Regions from separate parts of the Arachis hypogaea genome. Here regions 1 and 2 are each linked to region 3. A link is a contact called in public Hi-C data. All regions are on one chromosome and are shown on one strand. The core of a region is the stretch at or near the end of the contact, and the rest is flanking DNA. Distances in the headings are between cores, read along the strand shown.

What was found. Hi-C and Micro-C count contacts between places; a contact is called where the count stands out from the background.
Region 1: a contact with region 3 is called in a Hi-C map of an unstated tissue, with 4 times the contacts expected there. The contact joins the promoter of LOC112766110 here to the enhancer-like site in region 3. A contact is called at or near these places in 2 of 8 Hi-C or Micro-C datasets (leaf and an unstated tissue).
Region 2: a contact with region 3 is called in a Hi-C map of an unstated tissue, with 3 times the contacts expected there. The contact joins the promoter of LOC112763941 here to the enhancer-like site in region 3. A contact is called at or near these places in 2 of 8 Hi-C or Micro-C datasets (leaf and an unstated tissue).

The regions. Positions count from the first base shown.
Region 1 is chr17:128,587,886-128,590,775 of arahy.Tifrunner.gnm2.J5K5, forward strand. It overlaps LOC112766110, which reads right to left and starts at 1,413. Exons shown (of 5, transcript XM_025811970.2): 1 at 1,208-1,413; 2 at 942-1,128; 3 at 1-41. The coding sequence starts at 1,290.
Region 2 is chr17:128,630,209-128,632,908 of arahy.Tifrunner.gnm2.J5K5, forward strand. It overlaps LOC112763941, which reads right to left and starts at 1,356. Exons shown (of 1, transcript XM_025809479.1): 1 at 331-1,356. The coding sequence starts at 1,356. The coding sequence ends at 331.
Region 3 is chr17:128,707,114-128,710,144 of arahy.Tifrunner.gnm2.J5K5, forward strand. No RefSeq gene overlaps it. Among protein-coding and RNA genes, the nearest start is that of LOC112766285, 16 kb to the right of the region's middle. Within about 2 kb of position 1,413, at least 3 of the 3 cell types and tissues checked have open chromatin away from gene starts, as enhancers often do.

The DNA.
Region 1 (2,890 bases), core at 163-2,662, 120 kb before region 3:
CTTTTCAGGCTTTCTGCAAATTCTTGTGGATGCTTTCCACTCTGCTAAAAATTAAATTGTTCATTGACAAAAAAAAAAAAAATCATTGATAATAACTTGGATATGATTGATTAGTTTCCATAATTAAAAAAATTTAATTACTTTAGTTGTCTTTATAATTTTATTAGATTTATAATTAGGTTCTTATATTTTTTTCTTTCAATTAGACCCGTATATTATTTTTAATTTTGTAATTAGGTTCTTGCCAATATAAAAAATATTAAAATTAACAGAATATTTTTCATAAATTAAAAGTCTCTATAATTAATAACATAATTAGATCTTTAATTATATTTCTTTTGAAATGAATATTCTATTAATTTTAATATTTTTGACATAAAAATAACCTAATTATAAAATTAAAAATAGTATAAAAATCTAATTTAAAAATATAAAAATTTAATTATAAATTTAATGAAACTATATAAACCAATAAAATAACTAAACAATTAAGTAATAATATGCTAGGAGTCAATAAACAACAAACTCTTCATTGCTTAAAATTCAAAACAATAACAAAATGAGTATTACTACATGCACAACTGAAAAATATTATTATTAGTGAATGTCTAAGTATTAAAATTTCATTTAAAAAATAAAGAGACAATAGCTTTGCAATATTCAATCTCTATAAATCATATATAAATTCTATGAACAAATATAGGAAACCCAACTTTTAACTAACCTAGCCAATTTTTTTACTTCTTTGTAAAATTATATTTTTAGCCCTCAATTTTTTCTAAAAGATTTAAAATTAAAATGTAAAGTTTAAAAAAAAATTAAAATTTATAATTTAAAATTAAAATTAAAATAAAATTTTATTAACATTGACTAAAAAAAATAGTTTTTAATTAATTCAAAGTATATCTATGCGTGCGCGTGTTCTGTGAGTGAGTCCTCACCTTTAGAAATAGGAGGGGTAACTCTCCTCTACTTTTGGCTTCAGGGAGGGTATGGAGTTCCAAAACATTGGTAAGAAAAGCTACTCTTCCTTCTCTTGAAGAAGCCAACCATGTCCCCATTGCTATCTCGTCTCTTCCTCCAACAATATCATCACAATCTTCCCACCATGACACTGCCTTCGTAGGCCTTCATCATATTCATATATCCATAAGTAAAACAATATATATAATTCCATAAAAGAAGAAACCAAATTAATTAAACTTGCCTATTATGGTACTCATCTCTGTTGCTCAAAAGAAAAAATGGGTACAGTGGATGTGCTTGCCAAAGAAACAGAGCTATACACATTGTTCTGTGATGAATATTATTGAATAGAAGACATAACAATTTACATCGCTTGCATACATATATATATATAGAGCATCACATTCAACTAATTTTCCATGCACATATTCAATTCTTAATTATTACATCAAGTTACCTTGCTAAGTTGGCAAAAAATTTCATCCATTATTAAAAGCTAATAATAAGTAGCTAAATTGAACGCAGCATTGTTACACTTGCACAACTTCGGACACAAGCATTTATGATCGAGGTTGAGTAGAACAAAGAACTATATATATATATATATATATATATATATATATATATATTGCATCCTAGAGCTAGCTCCTAGCCGCAGAACTATATATAAGGGTTAGTTGTTGAGAATTTTACTACTAAAGATGTTTATTATTCAATTTATTTTATCTAGTCACGTGTATGTACATCACGTCGATCGATACATGCATTTTTATTACACAAGCCAAGTCACAAAACACATGTTAAGATTATTGGTATCGAGAAAGTCTCAAGGTAGAAAGGAAAAAGTAGAGTGAAGTACTAACCCGACTCTGTTCATTTTTAAGAATGATAACGTGACCCCTCAAAATAAAATTGATCCACTTCGGTTTCTATTTTTTGATTCTGTTACACAACGCGGTTTTTATGAGTATTTTTTCGTCAGTTCTGAACAGAAAATACTGACGTGTCAGGTTCAGAAATAGACAGGGGTCTAATTGTCTCAAAATTTAAATTGGTTAGGGGTTTATTTATTCTTATAATTTTTTAAACAATATTTTTTTAGATTATTTTTTTATTTATTATATTAATATTCTTTTTCCAATAAATTATTAAATATATGGTATAATAAGTACAAACTAATTAATAAATTATCCAAATTTAAAAATATCATTTATTATCAAACTAAATAAATCATTCTCAAATATAATTTTTAAATACATAAATAATAAACATTAAAATTTAATTAATACATTAATAATAATAATCCTGTGATATACTATTAGTATTATGATCTAGATAATTTTTCACAATAAAATAAAAACTAATAAACACATTACTTGATATTAGTAAAATATTTTTGAGTAATAACAAATTTAATTTTTTATCTCTTTAAATTAAATTAATAATTCTATTTAATATTTTTGTACTAAAATACACTATGAGCAAGCTACTAATACTAAATGAAATAATTAAAATATATAACCTTTATTGAAATAATTAAATACTAATTGAAATAATTCTATTTTTAATCTCTTTAATTGAATTTTAATATACTTAAAATTTTAATTAATCTATATTATTCTTATATTGATAAATCTTTATCAATCTATAACCTTATGATCATGATACTTTAAATTTGTTAAGTTTATATATATATATATACGGAGCGGACAGCCTCAAAAGAGGAAGCATACGGGTACTAGTTTCATGGTGATTAGTTTGAACCTCCTCCCCCTCCCACCTCTATGGCAGACTGCAAGCACAGAAGCGGGAATTCCGAAATATAAGACTATTGGAACCCCTTCTTTTTAAAAAAGAGGATTTAATTGAATATGAAGGAGTCAAAGAATGTAAACCAAAATACCAAATCATATATATTATTTCA
Region 2 (2,700 bases), core at 106-2,605, 77 kb before region 3:
TGGGGCCTTAAAAGAGTTCATGCCTATAACCACCTTCCTAACCTCTTCTTTAGAAACATTTCTTGTGAGACTTTCAATAACTTCACGAGATAAAGAAGGTAATTCCTGATTCCCCATCACATCAAGTTCTACCTGTTCCACATTACAAAAAAGATCTCTATAAAATTCAATTGCACATTCTTCGAGTTCTTGCGGATCAGTACTCCATCTTCCATCCTCCAAAAACAACCCCTGAACCTTGTTACGCTTCCTCCGTATAATGGTTTGCATATGAAAGAACTTAGTATTCCTATCTCCAAATCTGACCCAGTGCTCTCGGGATTTTTGATATCAAAACCACTCCTCTTGCATAAGCAGATTACTATATTCAGCCTGTAACTCTCTTTCTTCTTGTATAAGGGATAAAGCATCAACTCTCTCCATTCTCTGTTGGATACTGGTCACACGCCTCTCCAATTCTCTCTTTCTTTTAAAAATATTCCCAAAGACATCTCGGTTAAAGGCCAAAGCATCATCTCTGACCTGAGAAAGGCAACGAATAGGATTGGGTCTACCCTTGTCCCAAGCACCCCTGACCACCAACGAAAAACTTGGGTGATAAGACCAAGCTACTTGAAAACGAAAAGGTTTTACCCCGACTCTTCTATCATTACCTTGACATCGCACCATAATGGGACAGTGGTTAGAATGCATCCTCGCCAAATTCTGTACATAGCTTTCCGGAAAACGAAAACACCAAGCATCAGTAGCCACAGTCCTATCCAGCCTCTTCGAGATGAACCGATTATCCTGCATATGTCTGAACCAAGTGTACAAGGATCCATGAGCTCCCAAATCAATCAAACCACACTCATCTAGGAGAGCTCCAAACCGCTCTGCCCTTCGAGAGACAAAGTTCCCACCTTTAACCTCAGATGAAAGAAGGATCTCATTAAAATCCCCAATAGCTAATAAAGGACCTGAATAATTTCTGGAAAAATCTGTCAAAACCTTCCAAGCTTCCTCCCTTATGCTATGAACGGGACTTGCATAAATTGCTGTACAGACCCAAGAGAAACCGCCATTCGAAAACTCAACACACACCACTTGCGAACTCGCTGCCACTACATTGCAAGATACTCCGGGCCATGCAGAGAGCACCCAAATACCTCCACTATGCCCATGAGCTTCTTCAATATGAATATGAGTATAACCTAATCTGTTCCAAAAGACAGCCACCTTTTGGAAAGTACAATGAGTCTCTAAAATGATAAAAACGTATGGATGAAAATTCTTTACCAATTGTTTCAGATGCACCCGAGCCAGCTTATTACTAGCTCCTCTCACATTCCAAGCTATAATGTTTGCACAATCCATATTAATATTACTTGGAGTGAGACCCACACCTCAGATTATTTGAGGGTAGTGAGTGGGGTCTCCATTGTAACCACACTGTGCCCATTCTCAACCGGGGAATTCTGAAGAGAATTAAGCCTTAATCTCTTTAAATTGCTTCTGAATGGCATTTTAGAAGTCCCCGCACCTTGCGAATAAGCCCCTGCCCGTTCTGAACTAGGTCCTTGCTTGCCACTCGTCACACCGTGAGCAGAGGTAAAACCTGACGAAGTTAATTTAAAGTTCCTCGCTTGTTTTAGCACTTGATTGCCCTTACTTATGTGTAAAGATGATTCAACCCCATTGATGCCTTTCATAGCAGGTTCTCCTTTAGCAACATAATTAGAAGATTTATCCACATAAACTTTTTTGGACTTATCCTGGTCATGCCTACCCAAAAAGACCTTCTTGCCCTTTGCCTTTCTTTCCACCTTGGTCCACGTTGTATCCCCTGCATGTGCCCCTTCCATTACATGCACTTCCTTATCCTTATTCTTCTCTATCCTAATTGTAGCACTACCAAAAACAAAAGGCTTCTCAATATTAGAAGAAAATGGTACCTGATCCATCTTCTCATGATCTTGTTCCTTGTCTTCATTCACCCCTATTTCATCAATGTTCGCCGAAATTGAACTAATCAATTTACAGTCCACACCAACATGCCCATAACAACCACACGTATTGCAGACCAACTCAAGGCTTTCATATTCAACATCCAAAACCCTCCCATCCACCTCAACACTACGAGTAATGGGAACGCCTAAATCAATCTCCACACAAACCCTCGCATACTTCCCTCTTGCTGCCATCTTAGTTGCTACATCGACTTTCACTGGCTTTCCCACTGCAGCGGCAATCCTCAACATAGCCTTCTCATGGTAGTAACGAATCCCTAAGCCGTAAAAGCGTACCCATACCATGGTGGATCCAAAAACCTCCTCCTCTGAATAGAACTCAGGTGACCATGACTTTACAGCAAGATAGAACCCAGATATCATCCAAGGACCACCAAGTAATACCCTCTCCCGATCTTCAAAAGCATCAAACTTCACCAGAAAATAACCATTTCCTACATCCAGAACTTGAAACTCACCCTTCAATCTCCACACTATACTCAACTTATGCACCATCGCCGTGTAACTCATATGCTTGCCCAAGACTTTGACGACGATCGCTTCCTTATATGGTACAGATAACGCCGCCAGCCCTTCTTCTGAGAAGATGACCCGAGGAGGATGCGAATCCCCGTGGTTCCCTTTGATCACCTTGGCTAACCTCTCTCCATCTAAAGCCTCATTCCGAAGCATAGGAGACAGAGACTTCTGT
Region 3 (3,031 bases), core at 163-2,662:
ACTAAATTTTTATCTAACAGTTCTCAATTATCAATTTCATATAAAATTAACTGTACCTGAATTTTCACCATGTATTCTATACAATTTTTAATAAAAAGTAGTAATTGCATTTAATTCACATAAAACTGAAGCAAGGTTGGTCCCTTAGGAGTTAGGGCAATCCGTACCTGAGGCCTTGAAAAAAGGTTCACTCATTAATTCTCTCACACACACAAATAATAATTTTTCCCATTTTAGAAAGCCAACACACTCTAATCAGCTAACCGAAAAAACCGCCAGCCACCTCCCTCACAAACTGAAAGAGAAAGCCTTCAGTTTTTATTTATCGCATATACATAAAATAATAATAAAATAGTAACCAAAACCCAGTTGCAGATGGGCTTGGGCCTCCACGATGCCTTTTCTTGATGTGACTTGCCACCCACGTTGCCTGGGCAATGATTCATCCTGGGCCCACAAATCATGGTTTAAGGGTTAGTGCTAAGCCCACTTATGCCCACCACGCCCCCACTCATCTCTAATTCCCACTATATCCTCCTCCATTTCTAATCTCCATTATTAGATGCTAATAAACTATTTATTGCAGTTTTTCACTTACAACTCACAATTATTTTATATTTTTAACCGAGATATTATTATTATTATTTTTTTTTGGAATTCTTTTGGCTTTATTAGTTATTGTTATATTATATCCTATCATGCTTTGTGGGCCATTGGAATGGAATTCACTTGGTAAATATTTATTTATTTTTTTTTATATTCTTTTTCTAAAAAGTTAGAATGTTAAAATTGTGCGTTTAGAGCAACTTGAATGCAATTTAATATAATACCCATATATAGATCAAGCGATATCTCCTTAATCTAATTTAAAGTAGTAGTATTTTTTTTTTTTTTTTATGTTTTATCATCTCATATCTTGTGATTGAATATCCAAAGATTAGGTGCCAGAAAATCTTATTAGGCACGGATAGGAGATTTAACACCTCAACGAGTGGCACCAATAAGTTTGTCACAGAAGATTTGGATTTGGATTATAATAAGGGTGCACTTTATGCCTTAATAGTAGTGATGCTTCTAGTTAATTACTACTTTGTATAAAATAAATCCACTAGATAAATCATCATCTTAGCTTGATTCCATATGTTAGAAATTTTTTATTCCAAAGAACAGAGTTTAATTAATGTACTAAGTGAAAGAATAGGAAGGTTCTTGGAACAAAATCATTGTTATAATATAGAGTTTATCTATATGCTAAGATAATGAATAAAACGATTATTGGTGTTTGAATCTTTGTCAATATATCTCTCTAAGGGTTTTGATGGGTTGGTTGTTTTTATCATTAGGTTAGTGGCTATAGCACTAAGCCACAGTGGTCCAAAGTATAATTGATTGTCCCACAGTGCTACCCCAATCTCATAGTAACATACACCAACTTTAATTAATAAAAAAAAAAAGTAGTTCATGTGCATTTTTTTTAGAGGGGTTCTGAGCCATTAATCAATGTGACTAGTCGTGAATCCAATGCCTTCCTATGTGCATCAGTCACTAAATAGAAGTACGTACTAGGTTCAACCCACTGGCCTCAGTGGAAGTATTTCATAAAATAAAATAAAATAAATCAGAAAAAGAATATTTGATTTTCTGAGGATTTTTATTTGGAGTAAACTTATAATATGAGAAAAATTAAGTTTGTTTGTTTTCGTGGGTTTTTCTTCACATAATGTTAGTCAAAGGGACGAGGAAGATACACGGCACTGAAACGACAGCGTTTTAGGAGCTTCTAAACTGCAGCTTCAATAATAGGATATATAAATCTTTAAAGGTTATTAACATTAATATATAATATAAGTTTCTGTAAATCGAATTTCAAATCTACTTTTTAAAATCGAATTAATTCAATTTAAACTACAAAGTGCGAGATAATATATTTAATTTGTTATATATTTTTATCTTGTTCACGTATTATTATTATTATTATTATTATTATTATTATTATTATTATTATTATTATTATTATTATTATTTAATGAATATTTTTAAATATAAAATAAAATATATTTATTTCACCAACATAAAATTATTTTTATTTTTTAATAATATTTTTTTAATTTTTAAAAATAAATAAATCAATTCAATCCAAATCATAATAGCTTAAATTGAATTTAAAAATAAAATCAAGTTATTCTTTCAAATCACAATAAATTATATATTTTAGATTACATTAGTTTTTCTTTTTGAAACGGATCCAAAGTGCAACAAAATCAGCAAGATTGAAAATAAAAAGACATTGAATGGTAAAAACGGCATTAAAAGATGAAAATTTATGTGCAGTTGTTTTATATAAAGTTAATAGTCAAAAATTGTAAGATGATAATTTAGTCAAATCTATTAAATCATTTAATAATTTTTAACTATCAACTTTATATAAAGACAAGTGCATGTGAATTTTTGTCGTATTAAAATCAGGAAGACACAAACTTTGGGCAAAGGAAAAAGGCAAAAATGGGAAAAGCAAGAAGAGAAAGAGAGAAAGAAACAAAATAAGGGGAGGAGGTGTATTGCTTTTGCAGTTTGCATATGAAGAAACAAGAATCAAGTGTTCCATGGAACCCTCAAGAAAAATAAAATAGAATAAAAATTCGACGATCATAGTAGTTCTTTTTCCACGAACTCAATATCAATCATCAAGAATGGTGCTTGTTGCAGAATTTGAAACCCATCCCCTACACGCCACAATGATGTTGAATCACATTTTTTGCATTTTTCAACGTGATTTGATTTGATTTTAACCAAACATCACACTTACTCTAAGGCTAAGGCTATGGCTATGAAACCCACACGTTCCACCACACTGGATCTCTTTCTCTTTTGCTAACAGCCTAACGTTCTTATGATTCCAATACCCACCCATTCCGCACGTGATTATATCATGCTTTAACATTTCAACTATCAAATCAAATCCCCACGTGCCTTATATTCCAATATCGTGACGAGAAAGTCTATGGAGATAGTAATTTTTGTGTTTTGTGGC